5 separate regions of the Mus musculus genome follow, and regions 2, 3, 4 and 5 are each linked to region 1. The links are chromatin contacts, called in public Hi-C, HiChIP or PLAC-seq and promoter capture Hi-C maps. All regions are on one chromosome and are shown on one strand. Each heading gives the region's core, a stretch centred on a gene start, on an enhancer-like site or on the middle of the called end of the contact. The rest is flanking DNA. Distances are from core to core; before and after follow the strand shown. Region 1 holds the start of Ppp1r42 (protein phosphatase 1, regulatory subunit 42). Region 2 overlaps Adhfe1 (alcohol dehydrogenase, iron containing, 1). Region 3 overlaps 2610203C22Rik (RIKEN cDNA 2610203C22 gene). Region 4 holds the start of Mybl1 (myeloblastosis oncogene-like 1). Region 5 holds the start of Vcpip1 (valosin containing protein (p97)/p47 complex interacting protein 1).

What was found. Promoter capture Hi-C pulls out the DNA fragments that hold promoters and counts their contacts. Hi-C and Micro-C count contacts between places; a contact is called where the count stands out from the background. HiChIP or PLAC-seq counts read pairs in DNA pulled down with a chosen protein or histone mark.
Region 2: a Hi-C map of nephron progenitors shows a contact between it and region 1, with 3 times the contacts expected there. The contact joins the enhancer-like site here to the promoter of Ppp1r42 in region 1. A contact is called at or near these places in 7 of 39 promoter capture datasets (the 3T3-L1 cell line, the C10 cell line, cranial neural crest and 2 more), 19 of 484 Hi-C or Micro-C datasets (the 63-12 cell line, the Ba/F3 cell line, the G1E-ER4 cell line and 13 more) and 3 of 9 other capture datasets (adipose tissue, embryonic stem cells and macrophages).
Region 3: a promoter capture Hi-C map of liver shows a contact between it and region 1, with 2.7 times the contacts expected there. The contact joins the enhancer-like site here to the promoter of Ppp1r42 in region 1. A contact is called at or near these places in 7 of 39 promoter capture datasets (the C10 cell line, cranial neural crest, embryonic stem cells and 3 more), 1 of 15 datasets of contacts at CTCF or cohesin (the NIH/3T3 cell line), 6 of 484 Hi-C or Micro-C datasets (the G1E-ER4 cell line, the N1E-115 cell line, cerebral cortex and 3 more) and 1 of 9 other capture datasets (macrophages).
Region 4: a contact with region 1 is called in an H3K4me3 HiChIP or PLAC-seq map of fetal liver, with 3 times the contacts expected there. The contact joins the promoter of Mybl1 here to the promoter of Ppp1r42 in region 1. A contact is called at or near these places in 8 of 39 promoter capture datasets (the 3T3-L1 cell line, the C10 cell line, the HPC-7 cell line and 5 more), 1 of 15 datasets of contacts at CTCF or cohesin (the NIH/3T3 cell line), 5 of 115 datasets of contacts at active chromatin or transcription factors (astrocytes, embryonic midbrain, embryonic stem cells and 2 more) and 2 of 9 other capture datasets (adipose tissue and liver).
Region 5: a contact with region 1 is called in a promoter capture Hi-C map of neutrophils, with 5 times the contacts expected there. The contact joins the promoter of Vcpip1 here to the promoter of Ppp1r42 in region 1. A contact is called at or near these places in 20 of 39 promoter capture datasets (the 3T3-L1 cell line, 3T3-L1-derived adipocytes, the C10 cell line and 13 more), 2 of 15 datasets of contacts at CTCF or cohesin (CD8 T cells and the NIH/3T3 cell line), 30 of 484 Hi-C or Micro-C datasets (the AML12 cell line, CD4 single positive thymocytes, the CH12 cell line and 25 more), 20 of 115 datasets of contacts at active chromatin or transcription factors (the 230-238 cell line, the HPC-7 cell line, bone marrow-derived macrophages and 9 more) and 4 of 9 other capture datasets (adipose tissue, liver, macrophages and 1 more).

The regions. Positions count from the first base shown.
Region 1 is chr1:10,006,077-10,011,365 of GRCm38.p6, forward strand. It overlaps Ppp1r42 (protein phosphatase 1, regulatory subunit 42), which reads right to left and starts at 3,060. Exons shown (of 9, transcript NM_145692.2): 1 at 2,996-3,060. LOC115487608 (a small nuclear RNA gene) reads right to left here and starts at 3,841; the gene lies at 3,738-3,841.
Region 2 is chr1:9,562,592-9,567,880 of GRCm38.p6, forward strand. Adhfe1 (alcohol dehydrogenase, iron containing, 1) reads left to right here. Exons shown (of 14, transcript NM_175236.5): 11 at 918-996; 12 at 1,206-1,302; 13 at 4,190-4,347. 2610203C22Rik (RIKEN cDNA 2610203C22 gene) reads right to left here. Exons shown (of 5, transcript NR_015470.1): 4 at 1,232-1,280. Among named protein-coding and RNA genes, the nearest start is that of Adhfe1, 17 kb to the left of the region's middle. Within about 2 kb of position 2,075, at least 107 of the 459 cell types and tissues checked have an H3K27ac peak or open chromatin away from gene starts, as enhancers often do. A contact at or near this core is called in the N1E-115 cell line, cerebral cortex, embryonic fibroblasts and 4 more, where this site is marked.
Region 3 is chr1:9,582,674-9,587,962 of GRCm38.p6, forward strand. The region is part of intron 3 of 2610203C22Rik (RIKEN cDNA 2610203C22 gene); the gene reads right to left. Among named protein-coding and RNA genes, the nearest start is that of Vxn, 16 kb to the right of the region's middle. Within about 2 kb of position 2,193, at least 13 of the 459 cell types and tissues checked have an H3K27ac peak or open chromatin away from gene starts, as enhancers often do. A contact at or near this core is called in liver, where this site is marked.
Region 4 is chr1:9,696,967-9,702,255 of GRCm38.p6, forward strand. It overlaps Mybl1 (myeloblastosis oncogene-like 1), which reads right to left and starts at 3,243. Exons shown (of 15, transcript NM_001290397.1): 1 at 2,969-3,243. The coding sequence starts at 2,988.
Region 5 is chr1:9,746,156-9,751,444 of GRCm38.p6, forward strand. Vcpip1 (valosin containing protein (p97)/p47 complex interacting protein 1) reads right to left here and starts at 2,227. Exons shown (of 3, transcript NM_173443.3): 1 at 1-2,227. The coding sequence starts at 2,001. 1700034P13Rik (RIKEN cDNA 1700034P13 gene) reads left to right here and starts at 1,493. Exons shown (of 4, transcript NR_040462.1): 1 at 1,493-2,449.

The DNA.
Region 1 (5,289 bases), core at 1,810-4,309:
TATAAATTGCTCATAATATGCAAATCTGAAGGGACAGGGTGCCCTTCAGTGTTCAGAGCATAAACTGCAGACCCTTCAGAACAAAGGGCAATCTGGATTTTTATTTATTTATTTTTTTGTTTTTTGTTTTTTGAGACAGGGTTTCTCTGTATAGCCCTGGCTGTCCTGGAACTCACTCTGTAGACCAGGCTGGCCTTGAACTCAAAAATCCGCCTGCCTCTGCCTCCTGAGTGCTGGGATTAAAGGCATGCACCACCATGCCTGGCTGCAATCTGGATTTCTACTACATGCATTTCTGAAATTTGCTTATACATTTATGACTTTGTAACAAAATTTGAAATTGTTTTTTCATAATGCCATAGATCCATAAATAAGTTTAAAATATAAAACAGTAAAAGTAGATTTAAGCTTAACATGATGGTTAATAAACCTAGTATCTGTGAGGTGTATGCAGGAAAATCCCAGAGCTCAAGGCCAACCACAGTTACATAGGAACTTTAGGCTAGTCTGAAATACATGAAACTCTGCTTCAAAAAACCAAAGAAAATAAGTTCTGTCTCTGTCTCTGTCTCTGTCTCTGTCTCTGTCTCTCTCTCTCTCTCTCTCTCTCTCTCTCTCTCTCTCTGTGTGTGTGTGTGTGTGTGTGTGTGTGTGTGTGTGTGTGTGTGTGTGTGTTGTGGCTCAGTGATATCTAGCATTCACAAGGTCCTGGGTTCATCCCAGTACTGGGAAGAAAAAACAACAACCAGATCAACCAAATAAATCCCTGAAAAGGTCTACTTTCCTTTCTCGACATTTCCTTTAGTTTGGACATTGCTGTGGATGTATTCATGGTTTTGTCACAAATGCCCATACACCTAAAAAGTACAGTTCTTCCCCCCCCCCCCAATTTTGCATGCCATCCGAGTCAGTATTCTGTCTCTAGCCTTCTTCTGCTTACCCTTTTGTTTCGGAGAGCTATCTGGTTTACCACATACAGCTGTAGAGTGTTGTACTGCTGTGGCTTATCTTCCTGATGGAACGCTGTGTCTTTCTGTATTTTGCTTTTATAATGCCGCTTTTATGCTTCTTGTCTGTGTTGTCTTTAGAGCAAGGTTTAATCTAGGGGTGGCCATTCCTGGACTGCACATTTTAATGTCACTGCATTCAACCAAATTGTCCTTCAGTGGGACTTTGACATTTATTGGTGATGGTAGTGGCAGAGTCCCTATAGATGCAGTTAAAGCTCTGATATCAGCAGCTTTTTCTTGTTGTTTTTTGTTTGTTTTTTAAGATTTATTATGTATACAGTGTTCTGCTCGCATATATGCCTATGCGCCAGAAGAGGGCATCAGATCCCATTACAGATGGTTGTGAGCCACCCTGTGGTGGCTGGGGTTGAGCAGGCAGTGCTCTTCTCCAGCCCAATATTTTTAAGTTGGGTTTTAATGTACCACTCTTGACACCCTGCAGAAAGTGAAGCATTCCCTTGTCAGCCTTTCAGACTTCCTTTTATGTGCTAATTGCTCTTTCCATATTTTATTCATTATTCCTACTGGGTTGTGATTTGATACTTAAGTTTTAGAACTTATGCATATTCCTATTAGATAATAAATTCTGTCATTGATTGTCATTGATCTTTTCCCAGCCCTGGACTTGTCTTTGCTATTTTCTTGTTTCATTTGTTTTTAACAGTGAAAACGTTTTTTGTTTTCCTTGAATAGGAAAGGGCTTTTAACAAGGGAAGCAGTCAGCAGACAGGCAGGTAGGCAGAACAGTGGGCAGGCAACCTGCTGTGATTTCAAGTGTCTTTAACTTAAAATAGTCAATGTGCCAGAGCAGCATATTTGAGAGTGGTTTTTTTGTTGTTGTTTTGAGACAGGGTTTCTTTGTATAGCCCTGGCTGTCCTGGAACTCATTTTGTAGACCAGGCTGACCTCGAACTCAGAAATCCGCCTGCCTCTGCCTCCCGAGTGCTGGGATTAAAGGCGTGCGCCACCACCGCCCGGCAAGAGAGTAGTATATTTTTAATTATTTCACCACAGATGAATTCTGTATAAAAACTGGTGCCTCTGTAAAGAAAGGAGGCAGCTGAGCTGGTGGCACTCATATAACCCCAGAATTTAGGAGGTAGAAGAAGGAAGTTCAAGGGCAGCTTTGGCTACAAGTGAGTATTAGGGTATTTTGGGCTACATGAGACTTTTTGGAAAAGAAGAGACAAGCTGAAAATATTTTTAAATCAAGAGAAGGCCAAGGAATGTAATCAGTAAGCTATAGGAAAAATACCCAGGGGTTTGAATGTGGAAAGGGAGAGACTCACCATAACCCACAACATAAAATATTAAATAATAAACTGCTTGGGAGTTCATGAAAATTGTTTTGTCAAAACACCACCATTCTTTTCATCAAGAAAGCACCAACTCTAACTTTACTGTAGTGTAGTTTCATTGTTTTAGAGAAATAATAAGCCCCAGAGGGCTTAAACTGCACTTAGTTGAACTTGTGTACATTTTAGAACATTATAATAAAAGCAATAAGGTCAACACTTGTAGGAGTGTCCTTGATTTTCTCAGAAGAGAAGTCATTTTCCATAATATCTCCTATTGGATACAACTGCTGGGACTCATCTTCCCAGAAACCAGAGGGAAAGGCTCTGGGAATGGGTCCTCTGCTGATTATCACCTCTAGGCTCCTTGCAGACTGGGTAGGACAGACAGTTTCAGAGTTTGGTTTCTACCTACATTTCTTCTTAGGCCTTAGCTCAGTGGCTTCCAGATTCTCTAAGTGGGGCTTCAGCCCTCCAGACTTTTCAAAGCCTGGGCCCCGCTCCCTCGCCCCCTCCACCCTCCGGCTTCTAGAGAGCTTCCAGCCTTGCCTGCTGGTCCGAACTAGTCTTCTAAAGTGTGTCTGCTATTCTAGCTGTTTAGGGACAGGGCTCAGGGACCTGCACTTTAACCGGTATTAAGAGTCTGCGTGCACGAACATTCCTGGCTAGGCTTTTCGGGGGGCTTCTCACCGCTCTGTCCAGTCGGGTCTGTAACTGGTTTGGTCAGTGTCCTTGTGCCAGGCTCCTCCAAAGCCAGCGGCGGTTGCCAGGCGACCAAATGCTCCAAACGCCCAGGCAGATTAAGTCTCGTGACGTCAGGGAAGCCCGCAGGGCCCGCCTTGAGTCTGGCTCTTTGTGACAGGGACGCCAGAGAGTTGGTGTTGTGCACTGGTGGTCCCGAAAAAGACCAGTTAGTTTGGGCAGAATAAGATTTGCAGGCTATCGTTTCCCTCTCCATCACCTTTGATTATTTTAGTGTCCGGTAACCACACCTGCCCCTGTATAGACCCAAAGGAATAGCCTGTAGGTACAGCCAGAACTCCACATTCATTGCTAGGATAAAACCCAAACTTGGGTTGATAGTCACGGCACTCCTCGCAGCTTGCCGCTTCCTGTCTTATTCAGGATTCTCGGGTTCCGATATGCTCTGTTCCATTCTCCAGCTTTTGGGGTATCAATAGCACGTTTTCTTTCCTCTTTTGTTTTGTTTTTGTTTTTGTTGTCTTTTGAGACAGGGTTTTTCTGTGTAGCTCTGTCTGTCCTGGAACTTGGGCTGACCTCGAACTCTGACATCAATCCACTACCTCTGTTAGGATGAAAGGCACGAGCCACTGCCATCTGTTTTTTGTTTGTTTGTTTGTTTTTAGTTTATTCATCCCACTCACCATCACCGCCGCCGCCACCACCACCTGCCCCGCACGCTCCCAGTCACAAAAATATGGAATGTTTCACAAATTTGTGTGTCATATTTGTGCAGAGGCCGTGCAAATCTCTGTATTGTTCCACTTTTAGTACATATGCTGCCGAAGTGATCACCCCTCTTACGTTTTATTCCCTCTTTATCTCAGCTTAGATCAGGGTAAACTTTCAGAAAGCCTTACTGTTGCATTTTGTTAGTTTCTGTTTTCCTCAACAACTAATATGAAGTTCTTTAGCATAACAAGGATCTGCCTTTGTAAAAGAAAAAGAAAGAAAGAGCGAAAGAAAGAAAAGAACTGAGGACAGCATTCTTTTCTCTCACCATTGTCAGTGGGTAGGCAAATGCTGTGTATACCTAATGCGGTGTATACCAGTACTTGCTTGACAAATGTTTGTAAAATAAATAACAGGAATGAAAGATAAGAAGGACAACACTTAGTACAAGAAACCATCATTCACAGTGAAAAGGACTCTCGGGATATAGTGCATACCTTTAATCTCAGCGCTATGGAGGCAGAGGCAGGTGGATCTTTGTGAGTCTATAAACAGCCAGGGCTGAACCTCAACTTGAAAATCCATTTAAAAACAAAACAAAACAAACCCCCAACTCATTGTTGAAACCAGTTGTGGTGAGGGAAGAAGGAAAGAGAAATGCTAAGAGAAGCCAGGTATAGATTCATCAGCCACAAAAGGAAAGATAATGATTCAGGCCGGGAATTCAGTTACACTGGAGAATGGCTCATGTACAAGGGTTGCCTCCCAGGAGAAAAAGCTGTAGAAGGACAGGAAGTGAGAGAATAATTAAAACAATACATTAAAACAAACCAGATGCCTGTCCTATGAGTTTAATGGATCATTCCATTGGAGGCAACAACTTTAACAAGGTGTCGAGGGCTGACTTAATTCTCTGTATAGCACTTAGTCTGCAGCTAAAACTGTTAAAGGCCTTGCTTAGTAAGGCCTCCAAGTTTAGTAAGGCCTAGGTTTAGAAAGTCAACGAGACTCACTTGCTCTAGAAGTCTTGGTTTTAGAAAATTTTCATATATCATGAAATGAAATGTGCTCTCATTTGTGGGAAAGCTATGTACACATTTATTTTTTATATTTGAGATAAGTTTCTCACTATGCACCTCAGACTGGGCTCAACTTTACTGGTTCAGGTTTATCAGCTCACATAACCCTTCCACCTTTGACTTTTGAATATTTGGGGCTGTCCAGGCCACCTTACGTGGTATATATACCTTTAAGTATGCAATATGATATGTACATCTAGACATGGACATATTTAAATGTCATTTTTTGGTGGCATGATTATGACTATATATGTTACTAAAATAGAGGTTTTCCTTCTATTTTTAGTAGCAAGATTTATAAAAATGGTAAAATTACATTTTGAAACTTCATTTTGGATCTTCATGTGGTTGAAAATCATGATTATTTGTGTTTAACATGGTTGAGTTACTAACAAATATGAGTGTGTAGGGGGTGTTTATGTATGTTTATGTTCATGTGCGTATGGATGTGTGTGTATTTGTGTGTGTGTGTGTGTGTGTGTGTGTGCTTGA
Region 2 (5,289 bases), core at 825-3,324, 440 kb before region 1:
ACGAAAGGATGGACCATCCAGAGACTGTCCCACCCGGGGAGCCATCCCATAATCAGCCACCAAACCCAGACACTGTTGCATATGCCAGCAAGATTTTGCTAACAGGACCCTGATATAGCTGTCTCTTGTGAGGCTATGCCAGTGCCTGGCAAATACAGAAGTGGATGCTCACAGTCATCTATTGGATGGATCACGGGGCCCCCAATGGAGGAGCTAGAGAAAGTACCCAAGGAGCTGAAGGGGTCTGCAACCCTATAGGTAGAACAACATTATGAACTAACCAGTATCCCTAGAGCTCGTGACTCTAGCTGCATATGTAGCAGAAGATGGCCTAGTCGGCCATCATTGGGAAGAGAGGACCCTTGGTCTTGCAAACTTTATATGCCTCAGTACGGGGGAATGCCAGGGCCAAGAAGTGGGAGTGGGTGGGTAGGAGAGCAGGGCAGGGGGGAGGGTATAAGGAACTTTCAGGATAGCATTTGAAATGTAAATAAAGAAAATATCTAATAAAAAATAAAAATAAAATAAAAATTAAAAAAAGAAGCAGGCAAATAAAAGTCAATTAAATAGGACTGGTTAACTTAGCTTCTTAGGGCAGACTAGTCCTTTATAATTCAGCACTGTTAATATACAGCATTTGAAACAATCTGTCAATTATTAGCAGAATGGATCACTAGTAGGTCCAGCTTGCATATTATCCCAGGCATAAAACTCTTTAACCACTGGAGTCTGATCATTTCAGAGGTTCTGTTAGTGAATCCAATAAATTTGGAGTGTTGTCACAAGAAGTACACCATGTAGAGCCCTGTGAGTGACAATACAGTCCAGACATGTGAGGAGCAGCCCTGCAACAATGTCCGTGTTACTGAAGTCTAGCATATGTGTGTCAACAAAAGATTTTTTTTTTTCTTTTCCAGCCATGGCATGTCTTACCCAATTTCAGGTTTAGTGAAGACATATAAAGCCAAGGAATATAATGTGGATCACCCTCTTGTGGTAAAAATATTTAACAATAAATTACTCAACTAGCTCTTATTATTATCCCAATTTCTATAAGTATATTCATCAGTGGGTGTGGGGATGGAACCCTGGCAAGAACTCTGCCACCAGGCTGCACCCCAGCCCACACCGAGAGCCCTTGACTGCTCATAGTTCTAGTCATGTCAGAGTGTTGGAAGAGCTGTTCTGTGCATCTCTCTCCCCAGCCCCATGGCCTTTCTGTGGTGCTCACCTCTCCTGCAGTGTTCACCTTCACAGCCCAGATGTTTCCAGAGCGGCACCTGGAGACGGCAGGAATATTAGGTATGAACCTTTACCCACGGCTCTGTGACCCTCCAAGGTGGGCTGTTGCCCAGGGATAAGAACAAAAGCTTTCACTTTGAAGTAGCTCAGTGATAAAATGACAGTGACTTCCTGAAGCCCTGGACAGCACTTACATGCCATCATTTTAGCCTTCTAAGGACCCATAAGGAAATAGAACCTAAAATTGACCCTATTAAGTATGTCCTATTGCTGTCTGCTCTGATGTCGCCTCTTGAGAAAGTGCTGCTTGGCACATAACTAATGTCCTCTCTGACTTCTGCTATGCAGAGTCACTGATCAAATAAATCAATAAAGCAACAGTGACCTTTCGATCACAGAGAAGCCGAGCAATAAACTACAGCAATTGCAAGTGAGCAGCCTGCTTGACATAGTGTCACATAAGTGATCTAATCAGATACATGCCCACTGTGCCTTCTGACTCTTATGGAAATAAAATTATGTTCTGGATAGTCATAGGAGGAGGTTAAAAAAAAAAACTGAGTGTTTTTCTGAAACAAGAAGTCTTTTATTTTTTTAGCTGACTTGGAGATCCCAGTTTACTTGTAGAACATCTTATCCCCCTACTTGGGTTTAGGGTGGGAAGAAAAAGGCGGTAACAAAAACTCTTCATTATGCTCTTGTAGCTTGAGCCGTTAGAAAGATTACTCCCAAGGAGACAGGAATGACCGCAGACATCCTCCCACAGGGCTGCTGCCCTGGCCCTCACTCACACACCAGCCCTTTGTGTGCCCCAGGGCTCCAGGTGCTGTGTGGGGAATGTTAATGTCAGAAGCCCGGGACTTGGACCCAAGCCCAGGCTTCAGTTCACAGTATGTACTGTGTGCACACATTGGCAGTGATTCCAGGGGCCTGTATCCCTTCTCCCTTTAGGGAAGGGAATTTCGGCCATGCTGAGACATAGCTCTGGCCTCTGTAGATATATGAATGGTAAAAATTGGGGGAAGGGGCCCTAAATAGTAGACTAGATCTACTGTAAATGGGAAAAATCATAGTGAATTTATAGGCCATGTTTCAGGCAACACAGACATTATGAGAAGGCAGATCCCCTGTTAAACTGGGAGAAGAACCCAGCAGTTCTTCCTACTGCTTAGAAACTCCAATCGTATCCCATATTGCCAGTCAAATATGTTAATTCTCTATGAAACCTCAGCTTTTTCTTAGCTACACCAGTTTATTTTCTTTCATGTCACCTCTTTTTTGTTATTGTTTCTAAAAAATGCTTCATAGGAAAATCTAGATGTCTATACCGTGTGTTCAGTGGCAGCCATCCCAGGATCATAAAACTGTAACCCCATATCCTGCCCCGCCTCTCACCTAATCCACTCTTAGCTGCTGTTGGGCATTGCAGATGGATCTGCCAGGTCTGGTGTACCTTTCACCCTGTTGCTCTCCATCTGGCCTGTATCTGGTTCTGTTTACATTTTCCTGGAATTGACGTGGTTCTGACCTTCACAGAAGGAAGAGGCATAAATCTGACTGTAGCAAGGAGGGGCCTTGTACTGGTTTTGTGTCAACTTGACACAAGCTGTAGTTATCACAGAGAAAGGAGCTTCAGTTGGGGAAATACCTCCATGAGATCCAGCTGTAAGGCATTTTCTCAATTAGTGATCCAGGGGGGAGGGCCCATTGTGGGTGGTGCCATCCCTGGGCTGGTAGTCCTGGTTCTATAAGAGAGCAGGCTGAGCAAGCCAGGGGAAATAAGCCAGTAAGAAACAACCCTCCATGGCTTCTGCATCAGCTCCTGCTTTCTGACTTGCTTGAGTTCCAGTCCTGACTTCCTTTGGTGATGAACAGCAGTATGGAAGTGTAAGCCAAATAAACCCTTTCCTCCCCAATTTGCTTCTTGGTCATGATGTTTGTGCAGGAATAGAAACCCTGACTAAGATAGGCCTCCTCTCCCTCATAGGCCTTTTGTTTATACCTCATCCAACGCTATCTTTATTTGCAGAATGCTAGCCTTGTGGGCATCACAGGTGTGCCACTTAGATAGATGATCGAGAGGCCGAGTGCTAAGTACAGACTGGGAAATTGGTCCCTTCTCCTGGGCATTTGCACACTATCCTGCCTAAGAACAGAACTCCATGACCGTTTCAGACTGAGATCTCTATTATTGTTTGTGCTGTGAATCATTAAACTTCTGTCCTTACAAATCTCCAAACCTTGGCAACCTTCTTCACATGGTCGTCCTCGCAGGAAGCACAATTCCCTGAGTTTGCTGTCTTTGTTGTGCCCAGCTGCCACTGAGACATTTATTAAGAGGGACATCCCCTTATCTTTGCCAACATAGTCCAATTTTTTTTTAAGGTATAAAGAGGAAACCTTTCTTTCCCTACTCACATGCAACAGAGTTTTGTGATCTTATTTCCTTCCCCGCCCCTTGGTGGTCGATGTGTAGTATTTGTAGTTCTATATCCTTGCCTCAAGCTGTTTGCAGAAACCTTGTGTTGCTGTTAGAAAAGAAATTGAATGTGCACACCTCCAGGGGTCAGTAAATGCCAAGCCTTGGAAACCATAGAAGCTATGCCCCCTACAAATGTGCCATCCCTGCATCCTAGTGCCAGTGTCTTTTCCGGTCTCTATTCAGCACTTCCATTCTTGGCTCTGACATTCTGCTCCCCCACCACACAAAGGGTGAACAGGAAAGAATCAGAAGTCCCCAGGCAGCTTGTCCTAAAGAACTGATGGCTACTGAGTCTGTCATCCATGGGCCACTGACTAGAGACATCTCAGGAAACCCTAGTAGTGCCCTGAACCTCAGTGTTTGGAGGTGGCATTGGGTACAAATTACATGTTCAGCTGATATTGTGACTGAGCTACATCTGGAAGCTACTTCCCTCTGTTCCTATAGTCTGAACTTTTCTTCTAGGAGCCAACATCCGCACTGCCAGGATCCAAGATGCTGGGCTTGTGTTGGCAGATGCCCTCCGAAAATTCCTATTTGACCTAAATGTTGATGACGGTCTGGCTGCTCTTGGTTATTCCAAGGATGACATTCCTTCATTGGTGAAAGGAACACTGCCCCAGGTAAGATTCACAGTGTGGCCTATGCCTGCTAAACACAGAGCCAGAGGGGACCAACACCCAGTCTGCTAGTGGTGCTGTCACACCCCTCATAGCCGCTAGAGAACCCACAGGGCAAAAGCAGCCTAGCCCCTGGGCCTTTATGTTCGTCCATAAAACTGTGGCAAACTGAAAACAATGAGATACAAACTGCCAAAGTGACTTGGGTTATGGAAACCTCACCCTTTCCCACACTTCTGCTGTTTAAGGACTTCCCCTATAAGACAGAGCTAAGCCATTTCAAAAGGACCATGGATGTTATTTTCCACTATAAAACATCAGAAACTCCTGCTGTTCTACAGAATGCAGCATAGCTTTAAGATTGAAACTATTGAAAGTTTGCATTTGAATCATTTGGGACGACACTGTGTATTTCATACACATCTGTGTCCTTCTGTGCCTTATTTCATATATTTAAATTTTGCTAAAGAATGTGAACTAATTTACCCCCACTTATAAAGTAGAATCATTACAGATACAAAACTCCCTTTCCCAAGAACCTCATGAAGATGTGATCTGTTTGGTCCTCTCTGAAGCTAGTACACCAGATCATAATGGCCAAGACCCTGATACTGCTATTTACTATAAAGTAGGGACCTCAGATCCTTGAGCACCCAGTTAGTGGACCACACCATGACTACCACACCCAGTGCTCTCCCTATTCCTCCTAGTCAATATGGAAGATGCAGGAAAGCAGGGATCACCATGGGGCTCTTTTGTCCAATGTTAAGCATTCACAGTATACACACACACACACACACACACACACACACACACACACACACGGCACTGAGACAGCAGACAGCTAGAATATCCACTCAATCAGGACCTTGCTTACCACAAACAGTGGGACCCTTTCCTCAGCCAACTCCAGGAAAGCAAGGGATCAAGCCAGACCCCTTCCCC
Region 3 (5,289 bases), core at 943-3,442, 420 kb before region 1:
TCTCTAATTCATTTCATTATGAAATTCACAAGTGCATTGAAGTATATAGCATATTTATAGGTTTGGATATATTTACATTGTTGGTAATTATACAGAGGAAGTCATGGGTGGTTCCTGAGACCCACTCGCTAACATAGTAGAGTTTTTTCCCCTCATTGAACCTGATCAATAAAGCATGCTTACTTTCCTTGACAAAAACCAAACATCTTGTCATTCTAACCACAGATAAAATGGGGAAATACAGTAGACCAAATAATCCATAGGTGAATATTAATTGATAGTAATGCATTAGAAATTAAATTTAAAGCTTGGTAGATTCTATATGATATTTGACATGTTGGTTATTCCATTATAGGAAGTCTTCTGGGGGCTGGAGAGATGGCGCAGCCATTAAGAGCACTGACAGCTCTTCCAGAAGTCATAAGTTCAATTCCCAGCAACCACGTGGTGGCTTACTTCTGTCTCTAATGGTATCCAATGCCCTCTTCTCATGTTTTAAGTCACCAACAGTGTACTCACAAAAATAAATAAATAAATCTTTTAGAAGAAAAAGGAGGAGGAGAGGGGAGGAGGAGGAGGAGAAGAGGCTGCAGCAGAAGCAGCCTTCTCTTTGGATATTATCAGTATTTTCTTTTGCTTAAAACCCTTGTTCACCGCTAGCCATACAGACCCTGAAAAGATCCAGCCATGAATGAACAGGTGTCTGAGTAGGAATCTCACATTCCTTTTGGCTCTACAAGGTCCCAAGGCCAGGTCAGATGGCTCTCTTTCACTCTTACCAAGGGCAGATAGTTCGCTGACCTTGTAGTTTCATTAAGCAAAGGGCTTTACCCTGAAATTTTCTTCTGGTGTCTGGAGAATGGCATTTAGCACCTCAGTTCCTAAAGCCATTTACTGACAGCAGACACACAGAAGAAAAGCAAACTTTGTCTTTCCCAGGACACAGAACAGCCAAGGCTATGCAGAGAAACCCTGTGAAAAAACTAACCAACCAACCAAAGCAACAGCAACAATAAAACAAAAAACAGTTTGAATGTTGATGAATTTAAAATGACGTAATAAAGCTGTCAGTACACAGTGGATGCTATGAACTGTTCATAACTAAACGGGGCTCTAAAGTATTTAGGTTAAAGAAAATGGAGACTTACTGGGTCTTCTCTTTCAAATCCCTTAATCCTTTTGGTTTAGAATGAGAGACTCAAATTTTTCTCTGGGGTCTTAATTTTTATGTGGCTTCTTATTGCATCTTTTATCTCTTCTAACGTTCTAAATCCCTTCAACATAGCTTCGCTCCTTCCACAATTGAACTGGCAGAAGGCTGGTCTTTTTATTGGTGGGTAATGGATTTTGTCTGATTGCTGACATGGGAACAATGAGAGGGTAAACAGTTCCATTTGTGACCATGAAATCCCCCATCTGTTGAGTGTATTCATGACTTAAGAGTTCTCGGCAGAGACAGATGAATGAACCTGCCTCCCCGATGTTAATGACATCCATCATACAACTGAACATGTGGCTTCATAAATCAAGGGCTAATGGTAATACTGTCTGCTCGTGTCATGAACAAGCTATCCGATTAAATGTGTAAGCATTTACCTTGACATTGGGACTGGTGACCTGACACATTTCTGATCTCACTAAAAAACCCTAGGCAACAGAAAAAAAAACTGTTTTTCTGATAACACATTCAAACATTTGTAGAAGTTGTGCGTACTGGTGGAGGAGTTTCCTGGCGTGCCCCTGGCTTCACCCTGTAGGATTGCCATAAGCAAAGATACTTGACTTATAAGTGCCTTCAAAATAAAATTTTGATGAGAGAAAAGGTAGCAGTATAAATGAAAACAAAAAATTGATCATCATTAAAACTGAGTGACAGGTCCTGGGGGCTCATAATAGTATAGTCTCCTCTTTGCATACATTTTGAATTAGTATCAGGAAAAATAAAATATATACAAAATGGAGATTATTTAAAAAGTCAGCATCTATTGTTTAGTATTTTTATAGTTTTAGAAAAACTTGTTCACGTAACAGTTTAAACATTTAGTAAATAAAGCAAAGAATCATCACTAGCAAACAGGAATTTTGCAACATATTTCACAGGCAGAAAATCATTTCCACTGGCTGCAGTTTTCCCAGGACTCACTCACCGCCACTCACCATAGAGGTCACATACACTGCCTTTTCCAGGAAAACAGATCAATGAGCTACGGTAGCCAGCATAAGGGCTACACTGAGCAAACACCCAGTGCAGTGACTAATCTTAGTTGCTGACTTGATCCACCTGAGAAGAGAAAAACACCAACCGAGAGTGGTCTCCATCAGACTGGACCATAACCATGTTTGTGAGCCATGTTCTTGATTGCTATTTATGTAGGAGGGTCCAGCCCTCTCTGAGTGGCTATGTAGAAGAAAGGCAACTACAGAAACCAGAGAAGCAGAAAGGGAATGGGGGAAGGAGCTCTAGAAAGGGAACTAGTAGGCTACAAGTGCTATGAGGATGGAAATTGGAAAAATGGGGGTGAGGGTCTTTAACTGAGTGTCCAAGAGGGACATCAAATACAGAGAGAGAGAGGAAAGGAAGGATAGATAACACTAAGGATATTTTAAAAACAGCCATAACTAAGCATATTATTTTTGTTTCCATGAAATTACATGTGTATGTGAAATTATAAGTGTATATGTACTCTACACACATGTGTATATATAGTCTAAATGAAGTTTGTAGCACTAAGGTTAATAATGCCCTCCCAAAAGCTATAGTCTATCCAACAAAAATCCAAGTACCCAACATGAGAAAATTTCTTCCAAGTTCAGGGGAGTCCAAGAGACTCCCACCAAAATGCAGGTTATTGACATTGCCTTGGTTACATATGAAATTCAAAGGTAACTCCTTATTGTTGAAGACACCAAATGCTTCAAAAATAAGACTTGGAGGAATTTAGCTGAAACTGACTTGGAAGCCTTCTCCATGTTACTGAAAGGTGCTATACAAGCTTCCAAGGGAGAAAAGTGATTAATAGTCTTACCCAGCTATAATGCCTATGATGCCTATGCCTATGGATGTCTATGATATCTAACAGTGACCAGTACAGTAAGATATCCCCCAAAGTATAATTGTGGCATCTATATCTTGGGAATAACTAACAGCTGTCTAATTAGACTTAAGGCCCACCCACTAGGAGGAAATTCATGACAAAACTGTAAGCCTAGCCAACTACCCATGGTTGGTGAGGTTGTGGACTTCAGAGGAGAACCTACTACTACCATTTTCCTAAATCAGAGTATATTTTAACTGCATCCTAAATACTTATACACATAAAAAAGGAAAGCTCTCATCCCACTTCTTTTTGAAGCAGATGGAGACTATCACAAAAATCCACAATTGGTTGAAATGCAGAGAACATCTGACCATGGGAAGGGATTCCAACCCCGACTGACATATCTACAACACTTTACAGCTAGGGTCATGGAAGAGGAAGCAGGAAGATGTAAGAGCCAGAGGTTAAGACATCTGCTAAGAGACTACATCTTCTACATTGAATAGGGAAACTGTGTCCATGAAATCTCAACAACATGGAAGCCTAAACAAAACCTGAACAATGACAACATCAGGACAGCATCCCAAAATGGAGATGGAAAATTTCACAAGGCCCCACTCCTAAATGAAGAGATGCAGGCAATAAATGACCACTGAGAGAGAATAAGTGTTCCCAGGAATGAGCACTCCCCCTCCCCAAAACTGGTTATCCAATACTAAATGGTCAGCCCTTGCAAGTATAGTTAGAAACAACACTAAATAAGCTGAACAAGTTGTATTTATGAATATATATATGGATACATGTAGTAATAATAATTAAATGAAAAATAAATAGAGATAACACGTGAAAGTAATAGGAAGGCAGGAGGGAGAGGAGGGGAAACAGAGTTGGCAATAGGACAGGACAATTGGGCACTGAAGATAATCGAAGTATATTATAATGCATGCATGAAATGTTGTGATGTAACCCATTATTGTATACAATTGATGAGTGACAATAGGAGCGGAAAAACAACTACAAAGGAGACACAAGTGAGCAAGCCAGAGGAACAAGTCAGTAAGCTGGATTCTTCTGTCATCACCTGCTACAGAGGTGGATGCTCACAGCCAGCTATTGGACTGAGCACGGGGACCCCAACGAAGGAGTTAGAGAAAGGACTGAAGGAGCTGAAGGGGTTTGCAACCCCATAGGAAGAACAATAATATTAACCAACCAGACTATGTAGCAGAGGATGGCATTGTCTGGCATCAATAGGAGAAGAGGCCCTTTGTCCTGTGAAGTCTGGATTCCCCAGTGTATGGGAATGCCAGGGCAGTGAGGGTGGGAAAGGGAGCACCCTCATGGAAGCAGGGAGAGGAGGGATGGGATAGGGGGTTTCCCGAGGGGAAGCCAGGAAAGAGGACATTTGAAATGTAAATAAATAAAATATCCGATTTAAAAATAAAGAACTCTTTCCTCTCCAAGTTACTTTTGATCAGTATTTTATCAGAGCTACAGAAACGGAAGTAGAACACTTAGCCTGCCTTGAGGATTGATGCTGGCACCAAAAATGTACAAACAGTACAAAATCCAAGAAAGTACAAAATCCAGGAGCTAATAGGAATCAGTATTGTCCAATATGGTGGCCAACTGCTACGTGAGCTATTGAAATGTACTGTCCATAGGAAATACATACCAGATTCCAAAGACAGCATGAAAAATATAGAGTGAATCAAAAGTAACTTTTTTCTTGAAATGTAAAGTAATTCAACTACTTCGTTAATGAGTTTTTATAATGGTTACATGATTAAATGATATCTTGGTATTTTTAATTAGATATAAATTTGTTTTACCACTCCTCCGAACTTGTGGCTTTTTTTTTCTTTTCTTTTTTCTTTCTTTGTGGCTTTTTCTCAATTCTTCGTACCTTGCACATACTAACCAAATCTTCAAACACTAAACTGCACCCTCATCTCAAGCACTCATAGCTTTCTAGTTCACACTCAGGTAGCTTGTTGCACTACTGAGTTCACCAATTATGTAGTTTGAATAACTTTTTTGTTTCTTTGTTTTTTTCGAGACAGGGTTTCTCTGTCTAGCCCTGGCTGTCCTGGAACTCACTCTGTAGACCAGACTGGCCTCGAACTCAGAAATCCGCCTGCCTCTGCCTCCCGAGTGCTGGGATTCAGGGCGTGGTGCTAGACATCAAGCTCATACCTGTGCATCTAGGCAAGCGCTCTACCACTGAGCTCTTTCCCAGCCCACTCTGTCC
Region 4 (5,289 bases), core at 1,993-4,492, 310 kb before region 1:
TCATTTATCAAATTGATTTAACAAAGTGAAATCAGGCCACCCAGCGGTTAATATGCTGTACTGCATATAGCAAATATTGGCTTCCACCTCTAGACTGCAAACTAGCATTATCAGAGAAAGACAAAGTTTGACTTCAGATAATCAGAACCATTAATATTACAAACACTGAAATAAATACTTTTTTAAAAAAACTATATAATTATCCATAAACAAAAACAATGGATAATATTTCTAATTCTTTTAGAGAATGTTATTTTTAAACAGAACAGGATGGTCACAAAAGTCCTCAAAGATTTGGATTAAAACTATAAGCTACCTTACAGACTAAAAAGTCCAAGTCCCATATATAAACGAAAAGAAACTGAAATAGATTTTACCTGATTCCCCAAAATAATATTGCTAGTTAAAGACACAAAAAAAAAATCCTAAAAATATCCTTTATCATCCTAAAAATATTTCTTATAGTTTTGCATTCATTCACTTCAGTCATGTTTCTAGAAACAAACATGAATTTGCTACACACACACAAATACACACACCACTAAGGAAAAAACTTCCTATGTAGAACCTAGCTTTCATCTTATCATTTTAATTTAATCATTGGTCATCTTAAGTATAAATATCTTAACCTATGCCTAGTAAGTAGGCTTTGTAGCATCAGAATTATTGTGAACTTATTTCTAGGGGTTTAATTGGCCTTTAAAAGCTAAACTAGGGCAGGAAAGATGACTCAGTAGGTGTTTGCTGCCAAGCCTGTCAACCTGGGTTTGATCCTCAGGACAACTATGGCAGCAGTGAACTTCCAGATAACTGTCCTTTCATCTTTCACACCCTGGCACAACTGCATGTACACAGGCACACATGCACTCATGCATGAGCACACACATACCATAAAATGAAACTATACATAGAATATTTAAAAATCAAATACATACTGTTAATAGATATCCTAATAAGAAATAGCTGTAAATTGTATCACTAAAATCCCCATTAAATTCTAAAACTATTTTAAGTCACAAAACTACATAACCTTTTCTATATGCAAATCTTAGTGAAAAACTCTGCAGCCATTAGAAAGCTAAAAAGAACCAACATTGTTCAGTTGTTTTATATTTAGGGTAAACATTTTCTGCTTTTAGGTGTTTTTTTCCCCCAAATAACATAGAGAAAGTCTACTATATTTATGCCCATATCCTTATGCAAGATATTGCATTCACCTCAGTGTTTGTATGCTGAAGACCTTTGTTTCTCTATTATATATTGAATTCATATCTACTAAGATTCTCAGCCAAAGAAGAAAGCCCAATGAATAAGGTATTTCATCCTCAAACATTTCATTATCTTCTAATACAGGAATCATATTTAAATATATAAGAAATTTAACAGCACCTGGAACTCACTGAAGAAAACCCAAAGAAACAGACCAGAGATGGTGATCTCTCATCACACCCTCTATCTACATACTTCCAGAGAAGTGTTTCACTGCAGCACAATTACTCCAGAACTATAACTTTTTACATCATTTTTTACATCATTCTATATTGTCTCAATTAACTTACACATCATTTAAAAGCATTGTTAGACTTCAAAACTCAAAAAGCCTAAAGCAGTACTCCAGCAATCTTATCTTTAAATCTGCATCTTTTATGAAGATGGGAATGTTATGTCTTTGAAGTTGTAGATCAGCAGTTCTTACCTGCATGGTCCAGATTCCATCCCCCCAGAGATATGTGGCACCATCTGTAAACAGTTTTGGTTGTCCTGACTGTAGGAAAAAGGGCTACTGTCTTCTACTGAGTAAAGGTAAAGGTGCTGCTAAAAACCCCTACAACTACCTCATCCAAAATGATAAAAGACCAAGGTAGTGTGCCTGTGGGTGTATGCGTATATGCACACTTGTTCCACTTCAATGTTCAATCTATTCTGCAGCCACTTTATATAAAGTAATTATGTCATAATTAAATTTATGTTGATATCTGCAGAACCAACCTACATATAGAAGAATATATGAATAAAGCCAAGTATTTTATGCGTAGTTATTTTAAATCAAACTCTGCAATGAATGACTCTCAGTACTAAATTTCAGCTCAGGGAATATGACTCTTAGATTTTGAAGCTGTGTATCTAGATAAATGGAAATTCTGAGAAATACTTTTCAGGTTTCCTTAATACTGAAAATCGAGACACTAGATTTTTTTGTCATCTGATTATGCCACACAATTTAGGAGTAGCTATTACAATAGCATAAAATAAAAGTTAGGTGCATAAAGACATCCTAGCACATCTTTCTACAACAACAACATTGTGTCCTACTTGTTACAATGCCGATACAATCAGAATCAAACATGAATACTTGAGATACAAAGTAACTAAGACACATTGGTTTAGGATCAAGTTTACTCGATAGTAACAACGTAACAATGTCCTCAGAAGATACTAAGAAAAAGAAAAGCTCAGAAGAGCAGTGCGCACAAGGGAGATTTAGCGAATTCCCTTCTCAAGATTTCCCAGAACCGTGCCCGCCCAGGTTTGTCAAGGAGATCTGTTTTGATTTGGCACGATTAAGTCAGAGGAGAGAACCCCATTTCAAGTCATCCAGGCAAACACAACCGCTTCCCCTGGCGTGGCGTATCCCCTGACAGTGGGCAAACTTACCTGGCAAGAAACCTCCCTGAAAGTGGCTGTGAGAAGTTAGAAGTCTGGGCGTGAGCTGTGGGAGAATCCGTCAATGCAGCAACCTGAGCATTTGTTAGAGAGAGTCCTACACACAGTCGTCTAATAATGATGGAGTCTAATAATGATAGATGCTCTCAGGCCAGCGCGGCCGAAGCGGGTGTGGGACACCCACCGAACAGGAAAACCTATGCCCCCCAGGCTCGAGAGGGCCTAAGTGGGGACCAGCAGGAAAGGACAGAGAGCAAGAGTCGAGACAGGGCCGCTAGGCCGGGTCCGAGGGGATGGCACCCACCTGCGCGACCTCTTCGCCATCCTTCAAGTACCGCATAGGCGCGGGCTGGGCGGGGACGCGGGGTCAGCCTCCTCCAGCCTGGGGCCAATGCTCCCTCTCCGAGACCCACCCGCCGCTTCCCCAACTCCTTCCCTCAGGTGACCGAGAGCGGAAAGCAGGCCCGGTCAGGTCAGGGCCAGGCGGGACTGAGGGACAGAGGGGCGGACCAAGACCCACTGCTCCTAGCCGCGGCCGGGCCCGGCCAGGGATGCCCTGGACATGTCAGGAGGCGTGCTCCCGCCCGCCGCCGCCCCGCCCGCCGCCGCCGCCTCCGCCTCAGAGCTGCCGGCCCTGCGCCGCTCCGTCACGGGCGCCGACCCCCGCCCTCTCCCCGCAGCGAGCAGCACTGCAGCACTCGCAGCCTCCTGCAGGGTTTTGTCCGCACCGCCGAATCTCGCGCCCAGCCTCCCTCAAGAGCCGCCGTTTGAATCTGCGCACGCGGCCCCGAACCTCATTGGCTGGGGCGGCCGCGCGCAGGGGGGCGGGGGCGGGGCGGCGAGGGCGCGCGCGGCAGAGGGCGGGGCCGGCGGGGCTAGAAGCCAGGATTGGAACTCGCGGGAGTCCCGGAGCGCCGTGGAGCCGGGGGAGGGGCGGGGCGGGATGGGGGAGGCGCGAGGCCGGTTCACGGGCCGAGGTGACAGGACACGGAACGCGGGGTGAGCCACCCAGTGGGGCGCGGAGATTGCTGGGAAGGCGAGTTTCTGCGCCCCGGGTGTGTGCCGGAAGAGGCGCCGGGGCCGATCCAGCCGCCGCCACCTCCGGAGGGGTGCGGAGCGTGCCTCTGGGGCGGGGACAGTCGGGGTCCTGGGCAGGGGAGGACCTCGCGGGCGCTAGTTCGCGCTGTGAGTCTCGCCACTTAAGGGCGCGGTCATCTACTTAACCTTCTAGCCAGGAAACTTGCGCGGCCGTTATTTTCTTAAGCATGTGTGAGTTAGTTCTGCGCCGAAAGGACAAGGAAACTGGCCAAGACCCTGTTGTTGTGTCTTTTGTTTTCCCCAGAGATGAATAAAAGTGTGATAAGTGGGGAGTTGTTATCTCGAGGCTTGCGTGGAACGGGAAAAGGTTGATAGTGCTCCAGAAGCTCAACCTCGTACTCCGTCTACAAAGGGGGCGGGATGCTCTTCGCGGGGAACCCAGAGTCCCGGAGGTGCGCCTGAAAGCTGGAGTAACTGAAATCTTGCATAGGGGAAGGGGCCTCTTACAGTTGCAACTTCTCAACAGTTACACGGTTAAAGAAGCATACAAGGAGATTATTAACTACAGTAGCGATTAGACACGGCGAAGAGCCCAAATTTGCAAGACACCATGCTCTACTGCATAGAGTGATGAACCACAGATCAATGTTGTTACAAACTGACATTTTTTGCTATTTTGAAACTGTACGCATCGTCTTTTGCAAATCAGAGATACAGGTGCAAATACAAATCAAGATGAGCTTGCAATTCAAAACAACCAGGTAGATACACACTCGCTTTTAAAAAAAAAATAACTTCCTTTTTCTCAAGATATATTTTGGGAAGGAAAAGCACTTTTAAATTATTTTCTGAGTTCCATAGTAGCTTCTAAAGAGAGAGACTAATTTAGAAATTAATATTTTTGAGACAAGGTGTTGTTATGTACCCCAGGCTGATCTTGAACTCAGTATAGAGCCCAGACTTTCTTCATGATCTACCTTAGCTTCACCAGGGCTACATGATGGAATGCTCCTCCTAGTCTTCAAATGTCATTTGGAAGCATATTTACTCTTGGGTATGCATTGTTCCATTTTTATTCTAACAGGAAGCAAAACTGATATTCTTAGGTTATGATCAGCTTTATACAAACAACCGTTTTAGAACTTGAAGGTAAGTGCATCAGATTTTTAAGTAAAATTTATTCTCATTGTTTTATATAGGGAAACGTCCTCCCAAAGATAGTATTACAGAATACTTTGAGACAAGGTGGTGTTATGTACTCAAGGCTGACCAGATCTCCAGAGCGCCTACAGCAGATGATGGCAGATAAAGAAGAACACTTGAAGTTCTCTGGCCAGCTGGACTGCTTTATGTAGTGCTGAACAAGACTCTGATGTTGGGGGAGAGTTTTGTATGCTGTGTATTCAGATGCTGCTACTGTGCCCTGAGATCTGAGAGTTAGCATTGTCATTATTATTGAAGCATTTCCTGTGTATTGTTCCCCGCCACTTCTGATTGGTTGATGAAGAGCTGATCGGGCTATAATTGGGAGGAGAGTGAAGGTAGGACTTCCAATCCCATTGAGGGAGTCCCAGGTGGAGGTATCCA
Region 5 (5,289 bases), core at 977-3,476, 260 kb before region 1:
TATATTTACAGGAGTGTAATCGTCCGGATTTTTTTTTGCAGTCTGATGCAATATAGTGTGGACAACTTTCTGAACTAGGATCTCACTCCCAAATTCACCTGGAAAGTGCTTGGTAACAAGTTTCATTGCAACATCATAAACATTACTATTCAAAGATGGATCGCTTTCATACTGAAACCAATATACTGTTTCTCTGACTACTCTTCCTCCCCACTCCAAAGTGATAGGAAAAGCTTCTGGAAGATTGTCATACTCTTTACCTTCCCAAAAATGTTTGAATCCACAACCACATTTGCCACCAGTAGACCTAGAATTAGTTCTGTCTCCATCCAAATACACAATAGAGCCATCTCCTCTGACTCTTCGCACAGATGAGCCATGGCACCAATTACAAGCTGTTAGATTACTCAATCCATAGTCTGGTAGCAGAACATCTTTTACTGGATCATATGAACAAACCAAATTGTTTAAGGGAAAGCTGTAATTTTTGTCAGGCCTCAACTGCCCATGAGTACTTTTTGCCAAGTTATACAGTTTCCCTCCTGGAGCCAACCACTCAGAAGGGACATGAAGTTCAGAAAGGGCACCACAAAGCAAACACTTGTGAAGGCGATTGTCCATTACTGCCTTTTTAGCAGCTGCTGTAACTTCCTCAGGCTGAACTCCTATCACCCCAGTCCTTCTGTAGAAATACTGATGTACATCAGCAACCAAACTAGGATGGATACCATGTTTGTCCATAAAGACTTCTTCCATAGCAGCAACCAGCCTAAGTAAGTACTTATCCTGCAAACTTCTGTCTCCTCCAATAACACAGCCACCATCCTCCTCAAGCTTGATGTACTTTTTAATAAGGTCCTGAGGCACACCCCATGCTTTAGGTAACAAATTCATGGGTAGTTTGGGCAGGGCAGCCCCCTTTATGCCTACCAAGGGAATATAATGGTTTCTACCAGAGCTACTCCACGCAATACAGATTGGCTTGTTCAAATGACCATCTCTCCCAGTGCATTTCTCTGCAGGTATGAGGCCAGGTAGAAAGGTGGCTGAATAATCACCAGAGCTTCTCATGCCGCTGAGGGAATCTAAAAGAATTATGGGACGATGTAACACATTGGCAAGGCCGAATATGTGGATATTCCTCAGGCCTAAGGGGACACCTTCAGGTGGCACAAACAGAGGGTCACATTCATTGATAATGTCCTCCCACTCGGCAGCATCAATAAAGTCATGAAACAGGGCTTGATATCGGGCTAGGTGCTGCTGAAAGTGCTGCTTAAGATTCTCCCTCAGAGCATGCCAGAAGAGCTCTCGGCCTACTAGAGCCCTAGACACAGCATGCACTAGGCAGTGTCCATCCCCATCCACATGCACTGGGATGAGGCATTCTTGACTTTTATTAGCCCGTTTGATATCCTCGAGCGTGTCGTGCAAATACAGGAGGCTTCCGGAGCGGTCCTTGCCATAGCCCACTGTGTTGACGTGCTCTGGTTCGATGAGGAAGGCCCGGTCACCAAGTAACGCGCAATCGAACAGTTCGCCTTGGTTCATGTCCCGGAGAAGCTTGGCCCGGCCCGTTTGTTTGTCCATTCCATAGCGTGCCAATATTGGCGACAATAATTTGCAGTGGTAGTTGGAGAGGCCCATCACCTTTACCAGTTCCGTGTTCTTCTTGGGAGCCCCCGTCACTCCGAGTAGCGCGTTCCGCAGCAGATTGTGCAGCACTACGTCCGGGTCGGTCACCTCCTCCACTCCCAGCAGCTGTTGCTGCTCGTGCCGCTGTCCGCACTCGGTACACTCGATGCTGACAGAACCCGAGGCCGGGAAGAAGAGGCGCGCCTGGCACTTGGGATCCGGGCAACTCCCGGAAAGGATTCTTCGGTCCCTTCGTTTCGAAAGGCCCCCCGGAGAAGCCGCCGCCGCCAGAGACGACGAAGTCTGCGGAGCCTCAGGGGGAGGCGGCGGCGGCGGCAGCGGAGGAGGCGGCGGCGGCTGAGACATCGCTCTCGGCTCTCGCTCGGCGTCCCAAGCGACCCTCAAAGGCACATAGCCAGACCTCCGCCGGCCCGACGAGGTCTAGTCCAGGCCCAGGGCGAATGGCTTTCCTTTTCCTACCAGTTCCTCCTCCTCCTAGGCGAAGGCGGAAGCGCCGGACGTTGTTTCTCTTCTCACTTCTCCACTGCCTTAGCCGTTGCCCCGAACGTAACGGCCACCACCCCACCCCGCACTCACACTCACTCACTCTCGCTCTCTCCCTCAGACACAGACATACACGCCCTCACTGAGACTGCGCAGGCGTAGCTTCTGCTCTGCCCTCTGGGAACCAGAGTCTTCCGGCTCCTCTCTCGCGAAGGAGTGCTAGGCGCTTCCGTCCAGAAAGAACTTCAAATACCGTGATGCAAAGCGACTCGACGCACGCGGGGAGGAGGAAGAGGAAGGCACTCGGAAGGTGGGGGCAGAAAGGAAGTCGATGATTCGCGGAGCTTGTCGGTAGTTGTATTTTTAACTGGATCTCTTTTGTAGTTTGTCCCCCATTCTATGGCCCACGAGAAAGAGTCAGAGAAATCACATTCCTAGGCTGCTGTGGGTAGTGTCCCCCTGCACTTTCCCCTTGCGCAGAAAGGAGTGTGCTTGGGGAAAACAAAAGTGCAAAGGATTGGTGTGGAAGAGGGTCTAAAGTCCACCACCACTGCTAGGAAGTCCGGGTTAAAGGTCCTAAGAACATGGAAGGAGTTTTCTATGAGGCTACTTTTTTTTTTAAGTATATTAATTTTTCAAATACGATGTCATTTTTTTAAAATTACCACTTAGCTAGCAAGTGCCGTAACTGAGCTTCTATCTTATTCGTAGTTATAAGCTGGTAGGTTAATGATGAAAGGTCACAGTTTGAGAATTACTGATCGCCAACTTGTAAGAACACTTTTAAAGAAAACATCCTGTTATTATATTTGTCTTTTTGTATGTCTGTCTGTCTGTCTGTTTATTTGTTTATTTGTTTGTTTGTTTGTGTAGAATTCACTAAATAGACGAGGGTGGCCTCAAATCCACAGAGATCCACCTGCCTCTATCTCCTGAGTGATGGGACTAAAGATGTTTGCCACCAACCTGTCTTCTTTTTTAAGTGTTAAGGAAATTGCTTGTCATCAAATGTTTAAAAAATAAGTTTAAAAGAAAGTTAACGTTGTCTGTTAGCAGTTAGAGATCACAATTATTAAGGTTTTTCTATGCATATATAGTATACAGTTTTACTTTTTTAGCCCAGGCAGACCTCAAACTCCCTATAGTAGAGAATTGACCTTGAACTTTCTGTCTTCTGCCTCCACCTCCCAAATGCCAGGGTCAGAGGTACATACCACTACACCTAGGTTATGCAGTGTTAAGGGCTGAACTTGGAGCTTCATGCATGATAGGCAGGCATTCTACTAACTGAGATATAATCCCAGCCTGCATAATATATAGGAGATTTTCACTTCACTCTATTTTTTAGACTATAATATAATTATATGTCCCTTCCCATTCCTCCTTCCTAACCCTCATATATGCCCCTCCTTGCTCTCTTTCAAATTCGTGGTCTCAACTGATGCATTTTTCAAACTGTATGTGTGTGTGTGTGTGTGTGTGTGTGTGTGTGTAGATCTATAACTGTTCTTTGTGTTAAACACACTCTTTTCTCTGAAATTCAGGATAATTAGGCTCTATGTTTATTTCTGTCCACTTGACAGAAGTGGACAGAAGTTGAAGTTATCTGATTATTATTTTAATTAAAAGTAATGTAAAAATAATAGCTTTTTCATTGCTTACTATGACATAGTCATGTATTTCTAAATACATAAGTACAACCTGTTCAGTCTGTATACTGTTATTTGCATGCATGTTTTCAAGGTTGATTATTTGGTATGGGATAAGTTACTGGTGTGCTCTTCCCTAGGTAAGACTGCTTCCTCTCCTCTCAACATTCCTTCACTGCTTAGAGTTCTTTGTGCAGGGTTGGGGCCATACAGGCTTTCACCTCTCCACTTTAGTATGCTTATTGTTGTTTTTAAAGGGATCAAAATTGTTTAATAATAACAGTAGTAGTAGTAGCTACTAACGCCTACTTACCACCAACTGTACATTAGCATCTTTCCTGTGTATTTACTTACCACCAACTGTACATTAGCATCTTTCCTGTGTATTTAGTTAACATTAAAATATTGAAACAGGTACCATCATAACCAGTTCTATTTTGGAGATGAAGAAACTGAGCAACAGTAAGTTAAGTACTTTATTCAGTGTCTGAGTCCTCATTAGTAACATAATTAGGGTTAAAAGCAAATGTAATAGAAATTGTTCCAAAGCTGTATTTGTTTTTAATTTGTAATGTTGAAGATTGAACCTAGGGTCTCATGGATGCTAGAAATGAACTTTACAGCTGAGTTGTGATCCCAGGCTTCTTTTTAATCTTTGTTTTGAGACAAGGCCCAAGTTTCTTAGGCTGGTCTAGAACTCACTCTATAGCCCAGATAGACCCCTGATTTTCCATCCTCCTGTCTATGCCTCTGGACTAGCTGCAATTACAGGCCTGAGCCATAGGCACAGAGGAGGTTTTTTGTTTTGTTTTTGTCTTATTTTGTTTTGCTAGACAGGGTCTCTCTGTGTAGCACAGGCTATCAGTTTTGACCTCTAGCTCAGGCTGGCCTCAAACTCAATCTTCCTTATAGGTGCTGGGATTACAGATACAATATATGGCTGAAGTTGAAGCTCTTTCCTTCCCAAGACAGGCTGTCACTATATAATCATAACTAGCTTGGAATTCACTGTGTGGACAAGTCTGGCATAGAACTCATGAGGTCTGTCTGCCTCTATCTCTCAATTGCTGGGATTAAAGGCTTGTACCATCGTGCCTGGCTTGAAGTTGAGTCTTAATGGACATAAACCTAACATTTTACAGTTCAAATCAATATGAATTTAAATAGCCAGCCTAAGTAACCAGTGCCCCAGGGCTGTTTGTGATTGCATTTGTATTTCTTTTCCTCTTCCTCCTCTCTCTTTCTTTTTACATAGTACACAATGTATACGTTTGTTAGGAAGGAAAATAAGGATTAAGAGGTCACTTAACAGTTACAACTTAATTCTAGTAATAACCTTGCATTTTTCTCAAAGGTCTTAGTCTCTCTCTCCTTCTCCCTCCTCTGCCCTTCCTTTTTCCTTCCCTCCAATTAGCTCTGTTCCTTAAACAGTATAACTCGTTCTAATTTTGTGATACTTAAAAATCATAACAGCCGGGCGTGGTGGCACACGCCTTTAATC